2 separate regions of the Gossypium hirsutum genome follow, and region 1 is linked to region 2. Evidence: chromatin contacts called from public Hi-C data. All regions are on one chromosome and are shown on one strand. The core of a region is the stretch at or near the end of the contact, and the rest is flanking DNA. Distances in the headings are between cores, read along the strand shown.

What was found. A called contact is a pair of places that touch in the nucleus more often than the background predicts.
Region 1: a contact with region 2 is called in a Hi-C map of leaf, with 1.7 times the contacts expected there. The contact joins two enhancer-like sites. A contact is called at or near these places in 2 of 34 Hi-C or Micro-C datasets (both in leaf).

Annotation. Positions count from the first base shown.
Region 1 is chrA01:114,263,152-114,269,806 of Gossypium_hirsutum_v2.1, reverse strand. No RefSeq gene overlaps it. Among protein-coding and RNA genes, the nearest start is that of LOC107921217, 18 kb to the left of the region's middle. Within about 2 kb of position 4,731, at least 2 of the 9 cell types and tissues checked have an H3K27ac peak or open chromatin away from gene starts, as enhancers often do. A contact at or near this core is called in leaf, where this site is marked.
Region 2 is chrA01:114,132,950-114,139,971 of Gossypium_hirsutum_v2.1, reverse strand. It overlaps the pseudogene LOC107921097. Among protein-coding and RNA genes, the nearest start is that of LOC107921863, 6.9 kb to the right of the region's middle. Within about 2 kb of position 3,246, at least 5 of the 9 cell types and tissues checked have an H3K27ac peak or open chromatin away from gene starts, as enhancers often do. A contact at or near this core is called in leaf, where this site is marked.

The DNA of each region.
Region 1 (6,655 bases), core at 3,482-5,981, 130 kb before region 2:
TTGTTGCGAACGAACGAACAAAAGCTCTCACTGAACGTTTCAGAGAGTTTTTCCGAAAAGAAATGCGGCTGCTAGACCAAGGTTCTTTTCTTTTGTGGTTAATGTTGGTTAACATTTTTTTTGCACCCTAAGGTTTTATTTTATGATTACTTTCCTTTTATTTAATATTCCCTAAATAAAAAAAACAGAATCCCCTTTTTGGTGCCAAAATATATATGAAAATATCACAGTGTAATATCCTTTCCAAAAGGATATTAATTTCCATATATATATATATTATATTTGACCGTAATTAATTATTATAATACTTTATTTTAATATTTTCAGTAAATAGATCATAATTAATATTTTATATGAATCAATTTCATACATTTATTTTAATTATGTTCTCTATCTTGTACAACAAATTTGTACATATATTGTGTTTATTATTTAACTGTCAAATTAAATTAATTCAATGATTAATACAATTCTCGTGACAGTTAAATTTAATAACAATTGCGTTTAGATTTTGTTCGTTTCAACCATAGGATGTGACCTATAGGCTTTTGTAACATTGGTAGTAATACTAGAACACTTTTAACATTACAAGCAATGATTAGCATCTAGTAATGCATCATTGCTACCAGAGTTACAAGAAGTCATGATTCAACATAACCTTTCTGTGATAAATTTTCATGTATTATATCCTTTTTTCCTTTATATCTCCAGTGGGCACAAGTCATGGAATAGTCACACTTGCAAAGTCCAATCTCATGTTTCTTGATACCCGAAATAGACTACAATAAACAAATAAGGTAATATATCATATTAACTTATTTGAGCATGGCCATGCATTTCTAGTCTCACTTCATCAAGTGGCCTAAGATATTGCTCCCATTTTGTAGGAGGGACAAATCCTATCTTGATCAATCATATCCACTACATAGATTGTGGCATACCCAACATCAGTCTTTATAGTACAATCTGTTAAAATAGATATTTAACTGTATCAAAATATAGAACTCAATATGTTATCACAAGTCTAAGGATCGTATACATAGTTATCACTATGAGTAATGTTTTGACTATTACATAAAAATCCAAGAAACATACTCATAGCAGGTTAGTCCAATATGTTGTTCTCTAACATATACTCATGTATTACTTTTGACATCCGTATGTCAATGACAACACTTTGTCATCAATCAACTACATGTTAATCTTAATGCATTATTATTGTCCAAGCCCACAATAATACTCGACTAAGGACCTTTTAAGAATAATTATATTATTCTCAGGACATTATTATAAAAAAAAATTATTTATATACATAGAAAAGAAACTAAAATAATAATGGCAATGCCTTATATTAATAAACAAGGTAAAACAAGTATGTTATTACAATCGTTTCATGATTGGTCTTTGAGTATACTCTAACATACCGCGCTTAGTAAAGCTCACACTCGTGTTTCAAATGTTTTCCAAAAAGATAGTGCTTCTAAGGAGTGTGAGGTGGACAAGTGGGGTGATCCCTACAAGGCATAAACGTTGAGTATGTGATACTGGTGATTGAATTTTTAATAAAGGCAGTATAGGCTATTTTGTGGGATTAGCCTTTCTTATGAACTGTTAAAAATAACTTTAGACTTTGTTTTGTCATTATTTGGATGTTTTGGATAATGTTGATGATGCATGATTTGTTTAGTTGATGTGGTGTGTTAAAATTGCATGTAACATGGCTACAAAGTGATAAAAAGGTTAAAAAAATATTCTGAAAGTTTTGGCATGTCTAAAATGACCAAATGGTACAAAATACATATGTAGGATGCTTAGGAATCATAAGCATGCTGATATGGTATGTTGTGTAATTGAGTCGTAAGTTAATAGTCGTATGCTAGCATAAACATTTACTTGAAGTGTCAAATTATGCTATTGTGTGTTATGGCATGTTTAAGCATGTTTTAAATGGTGTTTGTAGGATATATGACTTGTTAGAAATGAGAAATAGGCCAAAATGCACGAAATGGTATGTTTGGCAGTGACTAAAGTTAAAAATTGTAGGTTTCTGGACTGTTTCTACAAAAGCTGTAGTAGATGTTATGATGACATTCGAATGTTGTTGCGACGAGGGATCGACATTGGGACATCCTTTGTCATGTCATCGGGATGAAGGGCCTCCTCCAGGTCATCTTGTGACAAGGTGAATCACGTTGTTGAAACGTGACATATTGTTCGTTCATGGTTGGTTTTTATATCATTGCAATTTAGACCTAAGTTAAACAATGCAATTGGAGTCCAAAAAGGTTATAAAATATCTTGAAAAGACACATACCTAAGGTTTAGATGTCTAATTTCCTACATTCAAAGACAATTTAGTAATATGGTTATTTTTTATATTTTATCTTTCTTTCAATTTGGTCCCCAAAACACTTGTTTTTAAAATTAAAGGAGAATTGTTGATCAGATTAAACCGATTCTTTCAAAAATGTGTCTAAAAGGATTTTAGAATTAAAATGTAGTTCTAAATTTTTGTTATGTGCTTGTTCGAATATTAGATGTGAAATGACTATTTCGCCCCTAATTGCAGTTGAATGATTTATGTTAGATAAAACATGCTATTAGGTTTTGTTGTTCATTCATGATCATGTATGATTTAATTGCATGTCCATGACTTTTGCTATCAGTCAGTGATGTGTTTTGAATCACTTCAGTAGCTAATATGACGTTTTGGATTCGGGTCAAACCATCCTGATTAGATTTAGGACACCATATTTGAATTGTTCTAAAACAAAATAATTCTAGAGAACACTAAAAATATGAAAGAAAGAGAATTTCATATTGTGTAATTTTTCCATTTCAAAATTGCACCAAACAACACAACTCTTCCGCCAGTAATTCAATTTATTTTAAATACCGTTTGAAAAACAACATTTAAATGTAGCTTTATTTCAACGGCCAAATTTACATCTATTGTAGTAGATCCTAAACCTTTCCACTAATTCATATATATATATAGTGTGTGTGTGTGTGAAAATGGTTGGTGTTAACCGAACCATTCCCACAATATAATATATTTATTCTCATCTCATCTTTATATTTTGCCCTTTCATATATTTAATATTATATAATATATTAAATCATAAAATCTTTTCTAAGATTCTTTTAATTGAAAATAAGAGATTATCCTGGGATGCAATGTCATGCCTACTTTCAACGTGGGATGAAATGATACATAAGCATTTTTCTAACTTAGATATTATTTGAAAATATTTTATAATGTGACTACATTATAGGACGCACATCTCCTAAGATCGCCTGTAGAAGCCCTCTCTCACCTCAAGAGAGGCCATGTTTCCTCACTCTCTCGCAAAGCATATCCAACTTCCTTCTCTCTGTTGCTTATCTCTTTCCTTCACTTCCTCACACCTCAATTCTCCACCACCACAGTACGACTTTTCGCTTAATATGTCGAACTATTTTCATCCCTCACGCAACTTTTTGTATCAACAAGACTTGTGAAAATCTGGGGGGAAATATTTAGTTTGTATATTCAACTGTTCTATGATCGACCGTCCAAATTTTTTTTAAATGGTCGATAACTAGCTTTCCTTGAAGTTGGAAACTTTGAAGAGAGAATGTACATAGGATTAAATTATTTGGGTTTTTATTCAGGGGGTTGAGAACATTGATTCGTTATAATTATCATGTCAACGCTCCTATTACAAAGCCAACTTAATTTGAACTACAATGTCATACTTGAACTGGTATATGATCTCTTATACCGTGCTCTTAACATTTTGCATTAGTGTGTAATAGAAATTCCAAATTCCAAAACAAGTGTCCCGCATGCAAGAATGCCGAGGAAAGGCGTGGTGACAACTGAGATACTGTTGTTGGATGAGACAGAGGCAAAAACTCCCTCGTTCATACTAACGAGAACCATTGCTTTCGCTGACACGCACTTAGCTCCAACTCCCAGTTTAAACTGTAGACTCACACAGACATTAATATACCATCAATAAAGGGTTTTTACTTATAGACTCTCTCAGAGGTTGCAGTCTTCTTTTTTTTTCTTTTCTCTTTCACTTTTCTTCAGGGACCACCAAAACAAAGCGATAGTTTGATGAAAGGAAATTAAGTGAAACTGTTCTAAATAAATAAATAAATAATCCCGATGGGCAAAAGGAATGAGAGAGAATTGATGGAAGAGACGTGTAATATTTTCTTTTTATCTTCTATCTCACTGGCTGATCTTTCTTTCTGTTTAAGACAATGTCCTTTTAACGTCAAGCAGTCATCAAAGACTCTTCATTAAAACCAAAACCAGAGAAAGAGAAGGGAGTTGTGTGTGTATGTCAGATAGTCATAGTTGGGACGTGGGAGTCAGTGCCCCCTATATTATTTGCCCAAAGGAAAATATATATGTATATAATAAGATAAAAGAAAAGGCCTCTCTGCCCACTCGTGGAGCATAGTGCAAAACAGTTTCAAAGTATACTAAAAAACAAACGATTGGACAAGGAGTGATAATGGTTATTGACTCGTGCCGGTGGGATAAAAGTTATTAGGCGCCAATGAGACCGTTTTCTTCATGATCGTACGGTTTCTTAGCCGTTTTTTTTTTGGGGAGGGGGGGGGGGTGTGGGGAGAAGGGGGGTAAAACGAGCTCTCCCATCTCTTGCCCTGTCTTTGCCTGTTGGGTTGCTGGCTGCCTTGACTGAGTTGCCTAAGAGGCTGACGTTGAGACTGGGACTAAGGCATGGTCGAAAGGTCAGGTCAAATGTCTACATCATTTTTCCCCTTTCACATGTAAACCTTGTCTTGTCAAATCATCAGCAAACCTTACGTATTCCCCTGCCTATTATCACTTATTTACAATGGAATTATATCTATATAATAGAAACAAATCTTTTTGGAGCATTTGTAATCAGTAAGGCTGATCAAGCAATTTTAAAAAGTTAAATAGGTAATCGAAGTATTTCAAAATTAACTAAATTTATATAAATTTATATTTTTTTATTAAATCTTTATTTTTTTATATGTATTTTCATCTCTCAAGTAGAGTTTAAATTCACTATTAAATTTATTTATTTATTTTTACAATTTTAATATTAAATACATAATATCTTAAGCTGTCAAGTATATACATATTTAAAAGTTCACTATGAAATCTCCCAAAAAGAGTTAGGTAATGGATTAAATAGAGGTAGGATAGTCTTTTTAATTCACTATTAAATTTATTTTTTTATAATTTCAATATTATAAAGGGTAAACGATAAAATAGTCACTTTTATATGCTTTAAATTACATTTTAGTCACTTTGAAATGTTATGTTTTAGTTACTTATGTTATTATTTTGTTACGAAGTGATAACTCTACGTTAAGTTCCGTTATCTTCCTGACAGTACTCCTACGTGGCAGTCCAACTAGATTTTAAGTGCCAATTTAGATTTCCAAATGGGATAAGAATAAATTTTTAATTAAATAAATTTAATTAACTAAAAATTTTAAACCCTAAATCTTAGTTGAAAAAAACCGTTCATCTCCTCTATTTTTTTTAGTTTTCTTTTTCATTTGACTAAAAAAAACTATTATCATCAGAATTTTTTATTCAAATACAAAAACAAAAGAGGATCCAATGGAAGGTCCAGGTATGTCTTCTTTACCGACAAATTTATATTCTAAGACTTAAAATCAAGTGGTTGTCGACAAATAAGAAGATGGTAATCATTTTTGTTCCTAATCATATATTTTCTAATTCTTCACGGTACTTGAATAGTTGGTTTCTCAATCCGATTTTTTCTTATCTGAATCGACTTGTTTGTTCACAATCCCTTTGTGGGTATTCCATATTTTTCTTTCTTACTGAATTTGTGCTAATTTACCTTGCAATCTTTTTTTTTTAAACAGATGGAACTAATATAAAAAAAAATTTACATTATCAATTATCTATTCTACTGCATCTGTTTTGGCTTTCTTTGATTAATTTCATTTTAGATGGAATTATTTCACTTATTTTTCTTTTCTTGTATGTGTGAAATCATGTATGGAAACTCGTAATCTATCACTCTATCGTGTGTACTATTGTTGTTGTTGATATAGAATGAATTCAATTTGTATACTTTATTTAGAAAATGAAAATCTTTCTTATTAATAAATACGAGTGCTATAGAGAGTTGCCAATATGGAAGATTTCATAAGTAGTTTACCAAATGAACTACTTTTCTACATAATTTCTTTACTTCCCTTTGAATATGCTATTCAAACCATTTTTTTAATCAACCCGATGGAAATTTCTATAGAACGTAGCATTCATTCAACATGGCACCAAAGAAGATGTTCCCTGTAACACCCCCACGCCCAAAACCGTCACCGGAGTCAAGCTTGAGGTGTTACTAAACTTATCTTACCTTTTAAACAACTCTAAACCACTTATTTTAATTTTTGGAATAAACTATTTTTCTGCGTCATGGTTGCTTAAAGATCCATTTCTCGAGTTTCAAAACTCAAAATTTAGATCCGTAAATTTTTCCTGAAACTAGACTCATATATCTATCTACTAATTTGTTTCTAGAATTTTTGACTTGGCCAATTAGTACAGTTTATTAGTTAAAGTTTCCCCTGTTTCAAAACTCGACTGCACTGACCTCTTCTTACTACGAACCATGTTTCT
Region 2 (7,022 bases), core at 1,997-4,496:
CAAAATGCCATAATTTTTTACATTTTCGGCAAACCTTTTGATATACCAAAAATGGGAGAATAAGATGAAGTTTGCATATATATATATATATGGTTTAAATGTTTATCTTTCAATGTTTATGCAAATAGTTTAGTGGTTATGCATGTATGCTTATTGATATATAGTTTAAATGCTTGTCATTTATTTTTTTTTAGAGAAAATGTATGTCATTTATAAACCCTTGGATTCGGTTATTGAAATCCATATATTCTTTATTGTAGTATTTACTATTAAAATTTAATATTGTTAGTCTTGCTTCAATAAGTATTTTATTAAAGAGGAGTTTATTTTTGAAAATGTCTAAATCATTTAGGGAAAGTTTTTCAAAATGCAAATTTCTCTTAAAACTTTTTGTTATATAAAAAAGGGAAAGATTATTAGTTTTGATGTCCCAAGTTTTTTATACAACAATAAATAAGATAAATTTTATTACTAATTAAGTCATTTAATGACTAAACATTTTCAAAACGTGTTCAAAGACTTGCAAAGCACTCAAAAACATGGTCTAAATGAGTTTCAACTTAACCAAATGTTTTCGAGGCAAATTCGAAATTGCTTAAATGTTTTTAAGACATTTTGATAGTTAGGCATTGATACTAAGGGTCTAAGTATCAAAACATTGTAAGTCGATAGCCTCAGAAACAAAATGAGAGGCCACGTATCGGTACCCAACTTGTAGCTATCGATAACTACCCTATAGGTATTGGCACCTAGCCTTGTAACAACTATAAACGACTACTTTTGTGAAAGGTATCAATATCTTCTTAGTATGTATCGATACTTGAGCTATAGGAACACTTTTTCAACCCAAAAATAGTTTTATTTTCATCCCAATGGCTCCAAACGTCCACAAACTTATTCCTTAATATAAATACAAGTCAAGAACAATTCAAGACTTATAAGAGAGATAACATAAGAGAAATAACTTCATATCTTCTTTCTCTTGTACATATTCTTTTAAGAGATTATTGTAATATCTTTCATCACTTTTATTTCTTTATATTTAGAGCTCAAATTTGCAAAAATACATTTATTAAAGGTTGATTATTTGTTTGCACTTTCTTTTTGTAATTAAAGAGTGTACTTAAGGTTTTGAGATAGAAAACCTTAAAAGAGACTTAAAGAGTACTGGTTGAAGTGAAAAAGCTAGAGGGTTTTAGTTAACACTTAAAAAGTAAGGGAATGTTCTATATTAGTCTTGTAAATTGGGAAAATCTTTAGTTGAAGTATAATAAAGTAGTGGAGGTAAGGAACTGAGGCTAAACTATTATAAATTCAAGTGTCCAAACTATTCTCTCTTCCTTTTTTTTTAATTTAAAAAGTTTGTAATAAAAAAAAATTCAAAATTTCAATTTACTATCTCTTATTATTGTTGACCCTAACATACACAATAAGCAGTACAACAAAAAGAATTCACTTATTACTAGAAAAAAAAAATACAAATGTTAACTGTAATTGAAGTAATTTCCAAACCTTTTTTTTCTAAAAGATTACCGAAAATTTTTTAGATGGAAACAAAGGATAAACCTTCTTTTATAATATAGGCCTAGACCTTTACATCATATAAGCAAACCAAAACTCAACTTAGTAACATTAGGAATAAATAAAAAACAATGAAAATATCCATTAAGTTGAGATTGCTCCTCCAAAAAGGTAATCTAAAAAGATCAAGGTTGCATATGTACTTGTAAATGGGACATCTCCTGTAGAAGATGAAGTGAATTGAGGCTACATGATTTTTTTCTTTCTTTCTTTCTTTTGGTACAATGCCATTACACCCTTATTGGTGGTTGCATAGGGTTAAGTTAAAAGGGGAGACAATATGGAGCCAACATAGCTTTGACCTTTGAAATGTTTGGTAATTTATTAGGTATACATAGATTTATGTATTTGTATTTTACATTAAAGTTTGTCCTTCAAAATAAATTTATATTTTCGTTTATAAACTAATATTATGTGTTATAGGTTGAAAAAAAGGTTAAAATTATATTATTGCTTTTGTTTATAAATGACCACTCAATTTATTTTCAGTATTTTAATTTAAAATTTTTGAAATTTGTGAATATTACTTTCAACCCAAATAAAATTATACTTGGTCTATGATTATCCAAAAAAAAATAGAATATTTGAAAATAATTTCCTTTATATGGAAGAAGCATTGTTAGAAGTTTTACCTAATTACAAGTTTAAGGCTTAACTCTCAAACGGGAGTTAACATTATTTTTTTTCCAATATTTTTTCAAATTACATTATTAATTATTATATATATATATATATGGATGTATATACGTATTCAAACATGATGAGAGTTGAAACGGATAAGAAATATTTATAAAGGAAGATTAGATTCCATTTGACATAAATATTTTGGGTAAGTTATAAAAATAGTCATTTTTATTTGTCTCATATTACATTTTAGTCATTTATGTTTGAAATGTTACATTTTAGTCACTTACGTTATCGTAAGTTCCATTACCTCCTTAATGACAGTCCTACATGACAGTCCAAATGAGTTTTAAATGTCAACTTAGATATCCAACTGGGATGAGAATAGTTCTTTCAATCAAAATGGAAAAGAAAACTAAAAAAAAAGGAGAAGACTGATTTTTTTTCCAGTTTAAGGTGTAATTAATTTAAAATTTTTAATTAATTAAATTTACTTCATTAAAAATCTATTTTCATTCCAATTGGATATCCAAATTGGCATTTAAAAAAACCTATTTAGGCTGCCATGTAGGACTGTCGTTAGGGAGGTAACGGAGCTTAATGGCAAAGTGACTACTTCGTAACAAATTGATAACGTGAGTGACTAAAACATAATATTTTAAATATAAGTGACTAAAACGTAATATATGACAAACAAAAATAGTAATTTCTTTAGTTTGCCCAAATATTTTTTTAATCTATGTTAGTTTAGTTAGTTGAAGTACTCTTAAATTAAGCTTGATTTGTTTTAGAGTAAAATAAGACTAATTTACTTGGTTTAGTAGAGAATATAAATGCTGGCTTTAAAAAAAAATTGAACTAATAGTTAAGTTGAGTAAAATTATAATAGTAAAACACGAGGTAATGATGAGAATAATTGTAACAAAATTTTCCATGTATCCCAATCCCATCATCATTTCTCCAGCGTCCTACCCCACCCCCATGTATTATTTTTAATAGTATAAACAAAAAAACAAATAGTTTTTTTTTGTTCTTTTAATTTTCCAATAAATAAATTGTGTATTTTAAATAGCTCAGCCGCCCCGAACATCCACCCATGTTGCTCTCCCTCTCCCACTCCCTCTCCCTCTCCCTCTCCCTCTTTCTAAAGTTTTCTCTTTTCTCTGTCTATCAAAAAAATATATATATCCCTATCGACAAAAACCCACACCACTTCATCGAGAGGAAAGAATCTCTCAATACAAAAACCAATTACAGTAACCTCCTCCGTTTCTTTCAAATGAAACCATCATCTAAATCCCTACTTATTTCTCTAACTACTACTTCTTCTTCTTCTTCTTCTTCGTGTACTTGATTCAACAACATACTTGTTTATCCAAAAAGAGAAGATTTTTCTTTTTGTATTCCTCTGGGAAAACAACCCTAAAATGAGTAGCCTTGACGAGTCTTTAAGATCTCTCTCCCTCGACTACCTCAACCTCCTCATCAATGGCCAAGCTTTCTCTGATGTAACTTTCAGTGTAGAGGGTCGGTTAGTTCATGCCCACAGGTGTATTTTAGCTGCAAGGAGTCTCTTCTTTAGGAAATTCTTCTGCGGACCTGATCCTCCAGCTGGTTTAGACCCGGTTGGTTCGAGGATGAACCGAGGAGGCGGATCAACAGCAGGGTCTAGGCCCGGTGTTATACCCGTGAACTCAGTGGGATATGAAGTGTTCTTGCTATTGTTACAGTTCTTGTATAGTGGCCAGGTCTCTATTGTGCCTCAAAAGCATGAGCCAAGGCCTAATTGTAGTGAAAGAGCGTGTTGGCATACACATTGCACCTCTGCCGTTGATCTTGCGCTTGACACTCTTGCTGCCGCTAGATACTTTGGTGTTGAACAGCTTGCATTGCTTACTCAGGTTTCCCTTCCCTTCCCTTCCCTTCCCTCTCTTCGTCATCAATCATCATCAACATACCCTCACAAACTACTTTCCTTCTCTCTCTTTTTCTGCTGTCTGATTCTTGATTCTTGCGTCTGTGGAGTCTTGTTACTCTTTGTGTTTTGGGTTTTTGGGTACCCAGACAATAACTAGGCTTTGTTTTTGGGAAGTGTAATTTAATCTTTTTTTTTATTGAAGGGATTTTTTGTAATCTTATGAACATGAAGATGATGATCATCATGATCAAACCGGGTTTCTTTTTCTTTTAACGATTAACTAAACACCTTTTTGTTCTACATATTTCCGATCCTCATTTCCATGTTTGTAAAATAGTTGGATTTTATCCTCTCAGTTCATTTAGGAACTCTCTTTTCTGCAAAAACACAGAAAAAAACACAGAATTTTTAGTATTTTTTTTTCGTTATTTTTTCTGCAGTTTTCTTCTACAGCGCCTGATTCAACCATCAATTGCTTCAGTTTTCTTTCACTGTTTTTCTTCATCGGTCATCTTGACTTCTCCTTCTACAGGTTACAGTTGATGTTGAAAAGATTTACTATTTTCTTGCGAGTAAAAAAAATGTTGTTCAAATGATATTCATTGTCAAATAACCCAAAAAGCAAAGGGTTTATTTAGATGTCATGTACAATCATATTTTCTGGTTTTCTTGAATTGGGTTTCTTCCATCTAAATGCTACGCACCAAAGGCTTTCTAAATCTAGATCTTGATAATCTCTGGTAATGGCTTCCCTCGTAAGCACATAAAATCTTTCCCAAACACCCATCGCTTTGTTTAGCTTCAACCAATGGGAACGAAGACTCTTTTCATTTCCATTTACCAAAGCTGACGCTCTTGGTTCTCTTCTTTTCACAGAAACAATTGGCCAGTATGGTGGAGAAGGCCTCAATTGAAGATGTTATGAAAGTACTAATAGCTTCAAGAAAGCAAGACATGCACCAACTTTGGACTACTTGTTCCCACCTAGTGGCCAAATCAGGTCTACCACCAGAAGTTCTCGCCAAACATCTGCCCATAGATGTGGTGGCCAAAATCGAAGAGCTGCGTCTCAAGTCATCTCTAGCAAGACGGTCCTTAATCCCTCATCATCATCATCATCATCATCATCATCACCCCCACCCCACCATGATCTCACCGCAGCTGCTGATCTTGAGGACCAGAAGATTCGAAGGATGAGAAGGGCATTAGACTCTTCGGATGTTGAACTAGTCAAGCTCATGGTGATGGGAGAAGGTCTGAATCTTGATGAAGCTTTGGCTTTACACTATGCTGTTGAGAACTGCAGCCGGGAAGTAGTTAAGACCTTGTTAGAGCTTGGTGCAGCTGATGTTAACTACCCGGCGGGGCCTGCGGGAAAAACCCCACTTCACATTGCAGCGGAAATGGTATCACCAGATATGGTTGCGGTGCTTTTAGACCACCACGCAGACCCTAATGTAAGAACCGTTGATGGGGTGACTCCTTTAGACATCCTTCGAACACTAACTTCGGATTTCTTGTTCAAAGGTGCGGTGCCGGGGCTAACTCACATCGAACCAAATAAGCTTAGGCTATGTCTTGAGCTTGTTCAATCAGCAGCTATGGTTATCTCGCGTGAAGAAGGGAGCGTAAATCCACCAACTTCAACTGCAATTTACCCACCAATGAGTGATGAACATAATAGCAGTAGCAGTGGAAACAACCTTGCTAACCTCAATTTGGATTCAAGGTTGGTTTATCTCAATCTTGGTGCTACAGCTTCAACTCAAATGGGATCAAGAATGGAGGGTGATGATGATAGCAGCCACAACAGTCAAAGAGAAGCCATGAATCGACATGACCCAACAATGTACCATCACTCTCATGACTTCTAGCTCCAACACTTTCTTTCTCTTTCTTTTTCTCTCTCTATATATCAATCTCATTCTCTCTCTCTTACTCTCTCTCTCTCTCTCTATATATATAATATAAAACAAATGGATGGTGAAAGACAGGCAAAATAGTAGTTCATGGAAACTCATTCATGAGAGATTATTGGATCTATATATTTGTCCGTCCTTTGATTTCAATCACTAGCCTTTTTCCCTATGCTGTGAGGGGTGTTTTTTTTTTTTAAATTTCTTTGTAGGCTTTCAATGACCCATGACAAGAAATGCAGTTTCATTGGAGATGTCATGAGCTTTTAATTTTTTTTTTCTCTCATTGATTGGGATGCGACAAGGAGGATCTGAGATTTGCTCTGTGGTGAGGGGAGGGAGGTGATGAGGTGAGACGCAGGTCAATCTGTCAATTCCTCTGTATTTATTCATAGTATCAAAATATCATGCCCTATTTCTCTCTTACCTTTTCTTTTTTTTCTTGTCTCCCCACACGACCACACCCACCTTTTTTTTTTTTGCACCACTTGCATTTCATTCTATGTACAACTACTTCAAACATATACATACACTATATACATATGTCAGTAAATAAATGATAAAATTCTTCACGGTATAAAGTAATTTAGTACTATATGTACATGTAATTATAAGTAAGAAAAGATATATAATTAAGAAGGGAGGAGTTTGGCTTGTATGGAGTGGTGGGGTTATCTTGGGCTTGATTAGGCTTAGTTTGAACTACACATTTTTATATTGAAAGAAATGAGCTGTCTTTCGGATTCCCTTTTTTTCTTTTACATATCTTTTCTAGCACTCAATGGGCTTTTGGAGAAGCTTAATTGGCTATATAGGAGTGGTCTAATTATTTTTGTAGAAAAATCACAAGGCAATGGACAAAATTGATTGGTTGTTTGTCTTGTATGGATGCAACATTTGAGTGTGACCACACAGGACAGCTTAATAATATATTGGTATTATCTAAATCTGGATTCCCTCCATGTAATCCTCCTTTTTGTCCC